Linked DNA regions of Mus musculus: regions 2, 3 and 4 are each linked to region 1. A link is a contact called in public HiChIP or PLAC-seq and promoter capture Hi-C data. All regions are on one chromosome and are shown on one strand. Each heading gives the region's core, a stretch centred on a gene start, on an enhancer-like site or on the middle of the called end of the contact. The rest is flanking DNA. Distances are from core to core; before and after follow the strand shown. Region 1 holds the start of Dusp8 (dual specificity phosphatase 8). Region 2 holds the start of Cdhr5 (cadherin-related family member 5). Region 3 holds the start of Igf2os (insulin-like growth factor 2, opposite strand). Region 4 holds the start of Taldo1 (transaldolase 1).

Region 1 (3,363 bases), core at 381-2,880:
CTCAGTATCAGCCCAAGAAGAAAGATGTTGGCAGGAGTCCTATACACATTGACTTGAAGCATCTTTTTGCGTCTGTGTTCAGTGCTAAGTCCCCAGAGGTATCCTCAAGTATCCCCAAGGGCACAGAGCAGGAGGGAACGAGAACCTGCCCAGCAACTCTCCTGAGGTCCCTAAGCTGACTGCAGCAAGTCAGACATAAAGATGAACCTACAGCTCCTGGTCACATGATCTGCTCATCTGTATCAGGTGCCTGCTAACCAAATAGTGAATGCACGGGGACTCTGATCTCCCAGGGCAGAGCCTGGCACTGTAAGCTACCCTCACCCACCCAGCTACCCTAGGGGCAAGTAAATGTGAGGCTGGGTCTACAGGTCACTGGATTTCCATTCTGAATTCATTCATACTGTGAAAGAAGCCGTGCCCCTGACCCGAAGCACCTCCACCCCCACCCCATACTGCACAACAGAGCATTGCAGATGCCACACTGGTCCCCCACCCCCATCACTGCACCATCAAGGCCCCCAATCTATCTGCTGCAGGCGCAGCACACCCTGTCAACAAGGAGTCAGAGGCCAATTTATTCCAAGAGGTCTGATCTAGTGGAAGCTGAGCCTGTTCTTGCTCCTCCACCTGCAAGGTTTGGCACAAGGGTACCAGCAGCATCTGACTGGCCGCTCCCTCCCAAGGTAGGCAGAGAGGCCAGGGAGACAGGCTGCAGGAGGCAGCCGTGCCGGCCCCTCCCCCAGCATCGCGCCTACAGCCTCTGCGTCGGGTAAGGATGTTCTTTATCCGCAGAGGCGAGTGGAGCACCATGAAGTGGGGGTGACGGGACAGCCATGCGAGTCGAAGAGTGGGGGGGGGTCCTATAGCTTCCTCTCCAGATAAGGAGCCTACCGCAGGCCGGAGCCGACCCTCTGGCGTCGGAGGTTTCGCATCCCCCTGCCCGCTGCAGCCGCGGACGACCTTCTCCAAATCTGGCTGCCAGCGGGGGCGCTTCGCAGGGACTCTCACCGATCTGTGCTGGATCTCAGCCCTCCCCCGCGAATCCCTAGGTCTCTTATATATATCCCTCCAGATAAGAAGGAATATGCCGAGAAAGACAGCGCACTGCAGGCGCGGATCTGCAGCGCGCGCCGCTCGCGGGGCAGAGCCATTTATTCTCGGTGCTCCAAAGAGCTTCTTCCTTCAGGGCACACAACCGCAAAAACCTCCGCACGTCCTGGGCCCACACCCGGCTTAGGACTCGACCGCTGTCAGCGCCTGGCTCACCTGGCTCTCGCTTGCCCTGGGGTTGCCCCCAACGCCGGTGCCGCGCTCAGGGCGCCCGCTCCGTTCCGCCACCCATGGGCCCGTCGGGGGCCCGCGTAGCCGGGGCAAGGGCCGGAGAGGCGCGCGGGGCGCGTCGCCGCCGCCGCCGCCGTCGTCGCCGCCACCGCGGGGAGCGCTCGCTCGGGACGGAGCGCGCGTACTGCGGTCGGGCACGCGCGCTCACGGCGCGCATCCCAGCCCGCGACTTGGCGGGCGCGGCCGGCAGCTCCGGCCCGGCTCAGCGTCCGGCGTCCGGCGTCCGGGTGGGGCGGGGGTCCGCGGAGCCGGCTCGGCCACCGCGGGAGCCGCGAGTGACAGGCCCGGGGCGGAGGGCGGGGCTGCCGGTGGGGATGAGGTCATGCCGAGCGAAAAAGCCCCTGACGTCACCTGCAGCCAATCAGAGTGAGCCGCTCGGGGGCAGGTGACGTCAGCGGAGCGGGCGCTGGGTGCGGAGCCCTGGCGGCGGCCGTGGGTCTCTCTGCCACCGCCCTCCGTCCCCCGCGCCCCAAGCTTCTCGGGCATCGGTTCTTAAAGGGGCCACGCACGCCGCAGCTCCCCACCTCCAGGAAGCCTTCCCAGCTCAGGGCTCCTGGTATCCCCAAGAACCCTCTGCCTCGCGGCACTCTAACCAGCGTCTACTGTCCTAGTATGCAAGGGTCTCCCTCTCTCGGCCCGCCTGGACTGAACCTGTCACGGATTTCTCTCCTTCCCTTAGCCTTTGTTCGCGAGAGGACGCCCTCCCAGAGTGCGCCTCCCCTGCCCCAGTGCGGCCCAGGGAAAAGGGTCATGGAGAGCTGCGGCCGCAAAGGGCCTTACCTGCAGCATCCGCGTTTGTCCTCTCCACGACCCCTGGAGGTGGAAGTCCAGCTCTACACTTTGCAGAAGAAGCTCCTAGGCGATGTGGTTTGCCTCAGGTCACTCATCCCGGGAAATCAGGGGGCGGGGCTCCAGACCCACCGGTGTGCTCCCCAGGGCGGCGCTGCCCCCCTACCTATGACATCCAGTTCTTGACAGCTTCCAATGAAAAGCCGCTTGGAAACGACCTCTACTCCCACCCGGACATCTCCCCTGCCCGCTGGGGACTGTCGGCTCCATCCCACTGTGTGAACACAACCACGTGAGCACTCAAAAAACATGGGTAATTACAACTAGGGCAGAAATACACAGGGGTCAGGCAGGTCTCAGAGGAAGGGGAGTCTTGTGCCAAAGTGGTCCACCTGCAAACATAAGCCACGTTTCCCTTAGTTTTCCCTCCTCCTCGGGAACAGGTTGGCAGAAAATTCTTTATTGTATGCCAGGCTGGTCTCAGCCTTCTGAGTGATGAGATTACTAGCACCCACCATGATGCCAGACCTTCTCAGATACTTCAAAAACGTGGCCCTGACTAGGTGGACAGTGAGGTGACCAGATAATATGAGTCTCGTGGGGGGTGGGAGGGGGGTGGAGTGTCCTGAACTTTCCCTGGAAGTCCAGCCTCTCACTCGATGAAGGGCAGAGTTTAGGAGATGGCTGGTTGAAGGAAGGGTCACAGAGAGTGAAGCAGGCACAAAGGAAGGAGCACTCCTTTGCTAGTATAGATTGTGTGAAGAATACTGCAGACCACACTAGGTGCTGGGCAAGGCTCTGCAGGGACCTTCTCCTTTACCCTACTGTATCCAGCTTGGCTTGGTTCATTATGAGTGTTTAGAACCGGCTTGCAGAAACCTCTCTATGTAGCCCAAGGGGAGTCTGGGAGTCTAGCCTGGGATTAATACAGGTTGGAGGGAAGAGGTGTCTCTGGCTCAGAAATAGCACAAAACAAACAAACAACTTGGGAGTGCTGCCAGGAAGGAAGCATGGGGAGCCCCAGGGATGTTTGGGGTTGGCTCTGGGTTCAGATCTTTGTCTCCTTGACTCAGGCTGAGCCCTAAATGCTGTTGATACCTCCTGCTGAAGGTAGCCCTCGAGGCTGAAGATGGCCAGCTCTACTGGATGCTTACTCAGGTCAGTGTTGGGGTGGTTGATGTGCTGGCTTCCTGCCCACTCTGAGTCCAGGAAATGGGGAGTTTGGGGGTC
Region 2 (3,133 bases), core at 414-2,913, 820 kb before region 1:
GCTTCAAATCATACTAGGCAGATACTCTACCACTGAACTATACCAAAAAAAAAAAATAAGTTTTGTCTTGTTTTGTTTTTTTAATATTACTACCTATTAGAGACGTGGCCCAAGATGTGTGTGGTAACATGTCATGGAGCCAGGTAGGAGTGCAGGGTGTGAGAGTTGCTCATGGTGAAGCAGAAATTATGTGGGGCCTGTTATTTCTTCGAGCTTCCTTTAGTAAAAGGCTTGTGGTGGAGGCTGAGGGATACGATGTATGGGATAGGGTAGCGGGGCAGCATAACGTAGGAGGGTTAAGCATCAAAATGAATTTGCATACCAGATCAGTGTCTGCATGCCCTAGCCTGCCTCACCCACCCACCTGTGCATTTAGCTTTGGAGTCCGGTAAGAAACGTAGAAGTTTCTGTGTGAGGCTGTCTGGGGTTGTGGTTATGACTCTCTAGGGATTCACTATGTGGGGGAAGGAATAGAGAAGGACCAAGGGCACGGAGAGCAAATGGATCTGCGGCAGGGTCAGAAAGGAGACCTGCTGCCCAAGGCCCCGTGGGACTAGAGGTAGGAAGAGTAGGGCTGACTCTAACTGAGGCACAACCGACAATCCCAACAATGTACCTGGGGTGGGGTGACCTCAAAAGGGGCCTAAGTGGCTGGCAGGTGAGGGATGAGAGGCAGACTTAGGGCCTCAGGGTATTGACTTAATCCACAGCTCTAAGTTAGCTGACTTTGAGTCTGGAGCTCAGGGAAGTCTAGGCTGAAAGAAGCAAGCGTGGGAGTGGCCAGGAGAGAGCTGAGGTCATGGGGGAATGGCCTTGGGGTACTCTGACAGAAGGCAGAGGTGATCAGGTACTGGGGTTAACTTACCACCGCATCTCCTCTCTTACACTCCACATCTGCCTGGAGCAATGAGTTTTCCTAAGGATGAAGCCAGGGGCCCTATGAGTCACTTGCCACATAAGGAGCTATGCTGCTCTAGAACGGGAGAGTACGGCTAGGAGAGCAGGTACCGCTCCAGCGCCCCAGTCATCTGTGGGAAATCCTGGGTGTGTGGGGGGGGGCATTTGGCAGCTTTGTCCCCTACGGCCCTCCCCCTCAGTACCAACCAACCGACCACAGGGCCTGAAGGGTTCCTCACTCAGGGGGATAGAGAACCCTCAGCCCCTCCTTCCCTGAATCTTCCCCAGGTTAGGAGGCCCGCCCATGTATGTCTCCATGAAGGCACATTCCATCCAGCCTACAGACTGTACCTCATAATCTGGAGTCACGTTGAGAAACAGATCTTTTCCTTCGATCCTAAAGGCATAAGGAGTGGACAAGGGTCCCAAGGTCACGTGCAGGCCGTCTGGGACAAAAATGTTCACCAGTGGCTCAGAAACAGTGGTGTTCTCCTCGACTCTAAATATGGTCTGGTTCACAGAGCAGACTAGAAAGTTGGAAAGAAGAAGTTGGTTCCTCATCAGAGCTCTGCCACCCACCTGTCCTGCCCCTGCCCGACACATACCCTGGGTCTGGGCCAAGGTCCCCGGAGGTTGGCCAAACAGCACTGTGAGCCATGGCAACAGCAGGGAAGGCCACAGGAGGGCCGGAGCCCCCATGGCGGCAGCTGTCACCTGGAAGAAGGATCCAGCTTGCTTGGTTCCAGGGCTGGTACAATTCCTGCCTTGGCGACCTTCGCCCCTGCCAGGCACCGCCTCATTTTATGACCCTTTACAGATGGCCTCTATCAAGGGGACTCCCGCTGGCCGGCACTAACAGGGGACATGAGGTCATATTTCGGCCTGGACTTCCAGGAAGTTAGCTGGAGACTCAACCCACGGGAACTACACATAAGGTGTATGAAGCTTGAGAACAAGGAGGAGTGGAGAATAGGTGTGGGGAGCCAGGGCAAGGCTCTGGGGCCATAGATCTAAGGAGGCTGAGTCAGGGCTGGGGGCTGAAGCAGGCCTGTGGGATGGAACCATGGGTCTGGGGAGCTGGGGCAGGGCTATGGGGAGCTGGGGCAGGGCTATGGAGAGCTGGGGCAGGGCTATGGAGAGCTGGGGCAGGGCTGTGGGGAACTGGGGCAGGGCTGTAGGGAGCTGAGTCAGGGCTGGGGGCTGAAGCAGGCCTGTGGGATGGAACCATGGGTCTGGGGAGCTGGGGCAGGGCTGTGGGGAGCTGGGGCAGGGCTATGGAGAGCTGGGGCAGGGCTGTGGGGAATGGGGGCAGGGCTGTGGGGAGCTGGGAGCAAGAACAGGCTGAGCCATTGGGTCTACTGTAGCCCTCATTGGGGTGTCCCTCATCTTGTCTCTTTCTCCTCAGTGTTCTCTAGCAAAATCCCTGGAGCTATGTCATGTCGTCTCCCTTCCCTTCCCTCGTCCACTCCCAAGGGAAATGGCTGTGTCCCAGTATGCTCCTGCTGTATGAGAAACACAGCAGTTCCCCCAGGGTAGGGCCTGGCAGAGCCTTGGTTGGTGTTAGGATGCAGATAGAACCTTTCAGCCACAGCTAGGAGCTGGGGTTTGGGGAGCCAGTATCTGATGGAAGACAGGAATCCTGGTGAGGACACAGCCCAGGCCTCCATTAGATATGCTTCCTCTCCTTTTGCCTGTAAGCTCTCAGAGATAGGAAGAAGGCCCTGGGTGGGATCAGGAGGGTCGTAGGGGGTGTTCTGTTGAAAGGGCCTGCACAGCTCTCACTACTGTGGGCCTTTGCAGGGCTGGCTGCTTTAGGTGTCTGAAAACCTTCCCGAGGCTCCAAGCCTCTGCAAAGACTGAGCACTGTCTCACAACCCTTCACTGGTCCTACAGCTGCCTACTGGGAGATGACATCACCGTCAGGCCTCAGGCCTAGACATGTTAGAGCCAGGATGTACTCAGGTCCTCCCACTCATAAGCGGACCCCTATGACCCCGCCTGAGCCTCCTCCTCACCACTTCATTTACCCTGGCCACATGGCTGGACCAGGGTGGGGAGTCCCTGATCCCTAGAAATTTTGCTAAATGGACCACAGGGCAAGGTGGCACTCTAGGGAATTCAGCTGGGAAAAGAGGGGTTCAGCTGATGCCAGAGATAAGAAATGTCCTAGCTGGCTTCTTGGGTTCAAAGGGCAGCTGGGTGTGGTCCTAGCCACTGAATGAGATGGCTGGATCTG
Region 3 (3,306 bases), core at 418-2,917, 560 kb after region 1:
AACATACCAGGGTGGGCTTCGGAGACTCTGCCCCCCTCCTCATCACTCAGCACCCTTGGGGGGGGGTGTACAGGGCCTGCACAGCACGAATCGTACATTTTATGCAGCTCATCCATCCCCCCCTTCCCCAACACACAGTAAAGCACCAGGAAGTCTCCTGTGAGTTCAACTTACACACCCCCTCCCCAACAGCCCCCATACCCCCGCCCCTTCCCCCACTCCATGGCGCAAGGGGGAACAAAAGTTTGCTTAGGGAACGAGCCCCCAGCCCCCCACCCACCGCACCAGTCCCGCCATGCCCAAGCCGGGCTCTGCGCACCCCCCACTCCCAGGGCCCCTGAGAGCCCTTACCTGGAAGCCGGCGACGCTGCCGCCCATCTCCCTGCTGCGGGTATGCAAACCGAACAGCGGGCGAAGGCCCTTCTGCCGGGCACTCCTCTGCCAGCGCCGCTCTGCCCGAGTCGCAGAGGCCGAATGTGCGACGGGACAGAACGGGGAGATGGCTTTTTTGGTGGGGAGGGGGGCGTCTCTTCTGCTTCTTTAGGGTATCTTAGGGCTGGGGCGGGCCAGATATTGTACTTTCGGGGGGGAAAAGGTATCGGGAAATGAGGTCAGCTGTTGTATCAAGGATAGTTGGGGGGCAGAGATAGTGAGAGAGACAGAGTGAACGTGAAAGGGGGGGACCACAGAGAGGGAGAGAGGGAGAGAGGACAGCGAGAGGCGGGTAGGCTCACAGCGGGAGAGGACAGCACGGAGAGAAACAGAAAGCGTATAATTAATCCACTTGGGTAGGCGAAGGCAGAGGGCGGACGTGAGGGGGAGGGAGTCTGAGGCGAGGAGGAACGGGGAGGGGGCAGGAGGGGAGCTTAGGAAAGGTGGCGGGTAAGCGGGTGCGCGAGGGGGGGCGCACCCTAAGCAGAGGAGAGGATGCAACTTCGAAGGACCGAGGACGGTGTTGAGGGGGGAGGAATGGAGGCGTCACCCCGGCCACGGGCACCCAGCTCGGTTAGGGTCGACGGAGCCCTCAGCCGTCGTAAGCCCGGGCTTCTTGTGGGGGGGACAGGCGTGGCGGCGCCTCAGCTGCTCGGGACTGCAGCGAAAAGAGGGGAGCAGCCGGGCTGCGCACCGGGGAGGGCTGGGAGGGGAAGCGCGGGGGATGACAACGCCGGCGACCTGCAAGCCGGACTGCCTGCGGTGGGGACCGCCTCCTCTGGCGAAGCAGGAATGGGGTGTTGAGGTAGATAGAGGAGGAGGCGGTGGGGAGATCCGCAGGCCCGACGGAGCGCGGCCCCGCCGACGGCGCCCTGCACAGGAGTTAGCAGCAGCGAGGTGGCGGACGGCGTCGACGCGGGGCCGCCAGCCCGGATGGAGGCGCTGGCGGGCCGAGCGCGGGCGGGCGTGGGCCAGGAGGCGGGGGCGGCCGGAAGGGGGGGCCGGGGGCCGGCCTGGCCTCACGCAGCTCCGCCGGAGAGCAGGCGAACTCCGGGCGCCAACGCCCGGTTCTTATAGCCGCGCCACCCCGCGGCTCGGCGCCCGCTCGGGCCCCGCTGGCCTTACGCCCGCGCCAATGGGCGTCCGCAGGGCCCTCGCCCCGCCCCGGGACCGCCCCCGCAACTCGAGCCACGCGGGGAATGCGGGTCGGGGGCCCTGGGCACGGGGGTTGCCGGTGGGGGGGGGGAGTGGAGTGCCTGGTGGCAAAGATGGGGGGGGGCTGTGCGCCCCAACAGGCCCACTAAATCCTGGGTGTCTATCCCTAAAAATCGAGGTCCCATGTCATGTTTCCGGGGTGCCCTGTGCTTGTGCAACATGGGCGCGTGGTGCGAACCAACGTGCGTGGCACCCTAGGCCTCAGTGGTAGTGGCAGGACCTGTGCTCAGTTAGAGGGTTACAAGGTAGGCGCATCCCGGCCGACTGAGTTAAGGCGCAGGTAGCTGGGTAGAGGGTTCTCACAGGGACCTACTTGCTAAGCAGGGGACAGTCCCCTGGATCGGCTGGGGGGGGGGGGGGGAGCGCGCAGCCTCCACCTGCCTGAGCAGGCAGGGCGGGCTGTGAGGCACCTCGAATAGCAGCCAGATAGATCTTACTAAGCGCCCCTAACCTCTGCTTTGCCTGGGATCTCCTAGCAGCCTTTGGGGGGCCACCAGGTGCACCATGAAGGGAAGGCTGGCTTGGCCACGCCAAATCTGGGCCCCGCGTGGAGCCCCCGCACAATGTCTGCGCCCTTCAGCAGAAAAAGAAGCAGGGCGGGAAACGTAGCTCAAACCAGACCTGTAAACCAGAGCTCACTGAAGTGCTTCTAAGCGGCGCGCCTTTGGGACCCCACCCAGTATGAGCAGATAACAGTTCCCTGTCCTCAGCACTTTGAATTTGCTTAGTTGCAGGTTCGGCCCCAGGGGCCAATGCGATAATTCCGGGCTATTAAGAAACTCTCCCCGGGTGGTTTCAGATATAAGAAGCCATTGTGATTTTTACCAAGTCAAAATCACTTCTAAACCGGTGCACCTTGTTTCCCTCTCCCGACCTCCGCACCTCTAGGCCTCTAAAGGGCCACTACTGGCGGAAACCAGTGCACCCGGGGCTAACCTCCCGGCCCGACCATCAATCACCGCGCCCGCGCTCTACACTCGCTTCCCCAAGCCCTCGACCTGTAGGGTTGGAGGCTCCAAGCCGCCCGAGCGCTCTGCCCTTCCCGCTTCCTGGCCGCCCAGGCGCTTTCCCTACCACCGCGTTGTTTGCAGAGTGCACACAAAGTGGCGCGCGTTTCGGAGCGCCCAGCCCAAAGGAGCGCTGCCGCCGAGGGAGAAGCCAGCAGCCCGCTCCCGCGCTACTCCGCAGCAGCCCTGAGGACAAACTGCGAGGTAGCCGGTGCCCCGCAGTGGAAGAGCTGGGGCACGAGGGAGCGCGCCACGGGGAGCTCACCACAAGGCCGAAGGTCGGGTCCGCTGGCGCAGGAGGATCGGAGGAGAAGGGCGGGAGAGCGGATGAAGTGGGAGCTGCTGAAGTGGACGCTGCTGAAGGTGAGCGAGACCCCAAGGGCAGTCCCCAGTGAACCGGGGCAACGCCCAGTCCGTTGGAAGACCCGGGGACAATGCCCAAATTTGGGGGAAACTGGGGGCAATGCCCAGTCGTTTTCCTGGACACGGGAGCAACACTGCCCACGTCCTGGCCGCCGCGCAGTGTCCAGTGCGTGTTTGGGGCACACACACTTTTCCAAAATCTGTGCTGCCGCTGGGACACCGTAGGAGAAGTGACGAGGCCGATACCACTGTTATGCGCAGGACGGGAAGCTGCCGAAAGTGGCCAGCG
Region 4 (3,184 bases), core at 184-2,683, 700 kb before region 1:
CTTGGAAGGCAGGGGCAGGAAGACCAAGAGTTCAAGGCCAGTCTCCTTTCAAAGAAAAATCTATTTTTAAAAGATACTAAAAAAAAAAAAAAAAAAAAAAAAAGTGTGTTGGTTACTTTTTTTTGTCAACTTGACACAGCTCGGATTTTGCAGGAGGAGGGAACTTCGAATGAGAGAATGCCTCTGTCCTCAAGATTAGCAAGTCAGTCGGCAAGGCTTTTTCCCTTTGGCGAGTCTGGAGCTCCCTATGTAAACCAGGCTGGCCTTGAATCCACCTGCCACTGCCTCCAGAATGCTGGGATTAAAGGTCTGTACCACCTTGCCTGGCTCCGTTTTTAAGAAAAAATTAATTTTAAGATTAATGATTGATAAGGGAAAGCCCATAGCACCACGGTGAGTGGTGCCATCCCTGAGCAGGTGGTCCTGGAAGTTCAGGGCTGTAAAGAAAGGAGGCTGTGCAAACCAAGGGAGGCAAGCCGGTGAGAAGTTTTCTCCAGGCGCCTTTCTTGCAGTCCTTGAGTGATAGATTGTTACTTGGGAGGGTAAGGTACAATCAACCTCGCCTAGTTGCTTTGGGTGGTGGTGTTTATCACAGCAATAGAAAGCAAACTAAGACGAGTGGTAAACAAAATATTAACAGAAAATATCCGGCATACACATATATGTGTAATAGCTTGAGCCAGCATATTCAAAGAACTGCAAATCAATAATGGGAACACTGTAAAAGAAACTGCCCTTACTATTTTTATTCATGACTGAAGATTCAATTCCCCATCTCAACTTTCTCAAACTGCTGCTTATTCCAGACAGACTTCCAGCCAGGGGAGATGCAAAATCATGGGCAAGGGAAGGATCACCCAGCAGCTTAAGGCAACACCAGAACCACTCCATCTGGGAAGCGGAAACTGGTGGCTTTGCCAGAAGTCGCCCATGGGGCCATACACCTGTATTGATTCTCAGACTGTGCTTTAGCTTGTCTGCCTGTAAGCAGGGGCTGCACCGAGCTTGACTTATCGCGATCAGCAGAGAGGGCGCAGCTCCCAGTCCCTAAACTGGGAGTAGGGGAGTCCCACAGCTGGAGAAAGGGTGCACTTCTGAAGCCCCTGTAGGGAATGCACAGTTGGAGGCAAGGACCCGCTCAAGGATTAGCATGGGTGTGGAGCGAGAGCGCTGCCACCCATCCATCCGTAGTCCGTGGGGTCTGAGGCTTACTGAGCGCGCGTCTCAGTAGAATCCGTTGTCTGTTCATTCTACGCATCCGAGCTCTAGAGGGGTACAAAGAATCCACTCTCCTTGGACTGGTAGAAACTAACCACTCGCTACTGGGGAAGAGAACTCCGACCGTGACACGGGGCGTGGTCTATGGCAAGGTCTCCAAGTACATGGGCGGGGCTCGTCGTCAGGCTTCATTTAGCTTTGCTTTGATTGGCCAGGACGCGCGGGGCATTGTGGGTTAGCACGCACCGGCTACCGCCTCAGCTGTTCGCGTTTCGCCATGTCGGGGTCCCCGGTAAAGCGCCAGAGGATGGAGTCCGCCTTGGACCAGCTCAAGCAGTTCACCACCGTGGTGGCCGACACGGGTGATTTCAATGGTAAGAGGACGCGGTGCATGCGCCCTATTTAAGCTGCTGCGCCCCCAATTTTGGAACCAGCACCGGTGTGGGTGTCAGGGGCGGGGCCTCGCGGGCGCTGGAGCTGGGATTGGTGAGTTTGCGGAACCTTCAAGGATCAATAGCTCCTGGGCTATTGGTGACCCTGGGAGCCCGGCGCGAAGCCTCGGTGGGTAGAGGTAGTCCGAGAAAGTCTCCCTGACCCGGGGTGCCCCCACCCCTACTCCCAATTCCCTACGATGACACAGGCTCAACTTTGGAGCCAGTGCAGTCTGCAAGACTGGACACCATCTGCTTTTTGCAGCCTGTTGCACTGGTTTTCCACATGCAGCTGGTTACTCTCTATGGGCAGTACACAGCATGGCTGGAGTCAGACCAGTTGCACACACTAAATCAAATGGTTATCATTGTCATACTTCCTTCTCTTTTGAGACTGGGTCTCACAGTGTAGCCACAGGCTGTTCTGGAACTCCTGGTAATCCTTCTATCTTAGCCTTAGTGCTGGATCAGGCAGTGCCACCATGCGCAGCTCCAGTACTCAGATTTTCCTGGACTTGGTAGGGACGCGGAAAACAGGTGGAAAGACTTGTGCTGTTAGTCTTGCTCTCATCCTTGGAGGGTGGTGGAGGTGATCTCACATGTGCTGTGAGAAAGACTTTCAGGAAATGCTCCGTGTGAGCTCAGTACAAAAGCACTTCTGCTCTTTTCTGCTTTCTCACGGTGACTTGAGAAACAGGCTTTAATTCCTCATGAGTAAGTGCATTGTTTATCTCTCAGAGAGTCGCAGAGAGTGATTAGGCATATTTGGGCTGCTTAGCTATAAAGGACAGACTTGATGTGGGTCTAATAGCAAACCCGTCTGACACAAGCTGTGTTCGTCAGCTTCCAGAAATCCATCTGGGAGTCCTAAGGTTTTTCCACTGTGTGTGTAGTGCAGAGTTTACCGGCTAATGTTTGTGAAGAGAGCAAGAGACAGGCATGGTAGCTCACACCTGCATTTGGGAGGCAGAGGCAGGCACATCTTTATGAGTTGGAGGCCAGCCTGGGCTACATGGTTCCAGGCTAGCCTGAGCTACATAGTAAGAGCCTGTCTCAAACAACAACAAAGAGCCAAAGAGCACATTCATTGACAGTGTGGCTTAAAACAAATAATTATAAACATTGTCAGATTCAAAATCTATTTTATATACTTTATTTATTCAAAGTCTTTTTTTTTTTTTTGTCAGATGGTAAAGGTTTCTTTTGGTGTTTATTTGTTTGAAGACAGGGTTTCTCTGTGTAGCCCTGACTTTCCTGGAATTTGATTTATAGACCAGGCTGGCCTCGAACTCACAGAAATCTGCCTGCCTCTGCCTCCTAAGTGTTGGGATCAGCATTGTGCACCACCCCTGCCCAGCTGTGGTGAGGGTTCTTCACCCCTTGGGTATCACAGGCTCCTGAAAATAGAGTTTCCGAACGCTTTTGACCCCTTTCATTTTCCTCTGAACCTCAGGGTCTTTGGGCCTTAATGCTCAGCTGGGGGTGGGGTGGGGAGGAGAGGGGAGGGGAGGGGAGGGGAGGCTAGAGCTCAAGCT

What was found. Promoter capture Hi-C pulls out the DNA fragments that hold promoters and counts their contacts. HiChIP or PLAC-seq counts read pairs in DNA pulled down with a chosen protein or histone mark.
Region 2: a contact with region 1 is called in an HNF4G HiChIP or PLAC-seq map of pancreatic cancer cells. The contact joins the promoter of Cdhr5 here to the promoter of Dusp8 in region 1.
Region 3: a contact with region 1 is called in a promoter capture Hi-C map of embryonic stem cells, with 10 read pairs. The contact joins the promoter of Igf2os here to the promoter of Dusp8 in region 1. A contact is called at or near these places in 4 of 39 promoter capture datasets (cranial neural crest, embryonic stem cells, hippocampal neurons and 1 more), 5 of 484 Hi-C or Micro-C datasets (all in embryonic stem cells), 2 of 115 datasets of contacts at active chromatin or transcription factors (embryonic midbrain and embryonic stem cells) and 2 of 9 other capture datasets (adipose tissue and liver).
Region 4: a promoter capture Hi-C map of erythroid cells shows a contact between it and region 1, with 7 times the contacts expected there. The contact joins the promoter of Taldo1 here to the promoter of Dusp8 in region 1. A contact is called at or near these places in 1 of 39 promoter capture datasets (erythroid cells), 1 of 115 datasets of contacts at active chromatin or transcription factors (embryonic forebrain) and 1 of 9 other capture datasets (pancreatic islet).

The regions. Positions count from the first base shown.
Region 1 is chr7:142,093,654-142,097,016 of GRCm38.p6, forward strand. Dusp8 (dual specificity phosphatase 8) reads right to left here and starts at 1,631. Exons shown (of 7, transcript NM_008748.3): 1 at 1,270-1,631. It overlaps Gm32786 (a long non-coding RNA gene), which reads left to right and starts at 513. Exons shown (of 7, transcript XR_870057.3): 1 at 513-686; 2 at 2,024-2,425; 3 at 3,207-3,291.
Region 2 is chr7:141,275,123-141,278,255 of GRCm38.p6, forward strand. Cdhr5 (cadherin-related family member 5) reads right to left here and starts at 1,664. Exons shown (of 15, transcript NM_001114322.1): 1 at 1,503-1,664; 2 at 1,249-1,424; 3 at 866-916. The coding sequence starts at 1,596.
Region 3 is chr7:142,658,013-142,661,318 of GRCm38.p6, forward strand. It overlaps Igf2os (insulin-like growth factor 2, opposite strand), which reads left to right and starts at 1,668. Exons shown (of 4, transcript NR_002855.3): 1 at 1,668-3,017. It also overlaps a transcript of Igf2 not described here.
Region 4 is chr7:141,390,727-141,393,910 of GRCm38.p6, forward strand. Taldo1 (transaldolase 1) reads left to right here and starts at 1,434. Exons shown (of 8, transcript NM_011528.4): 1 at 1,434-1,592. The coding sequence starts at 1,496.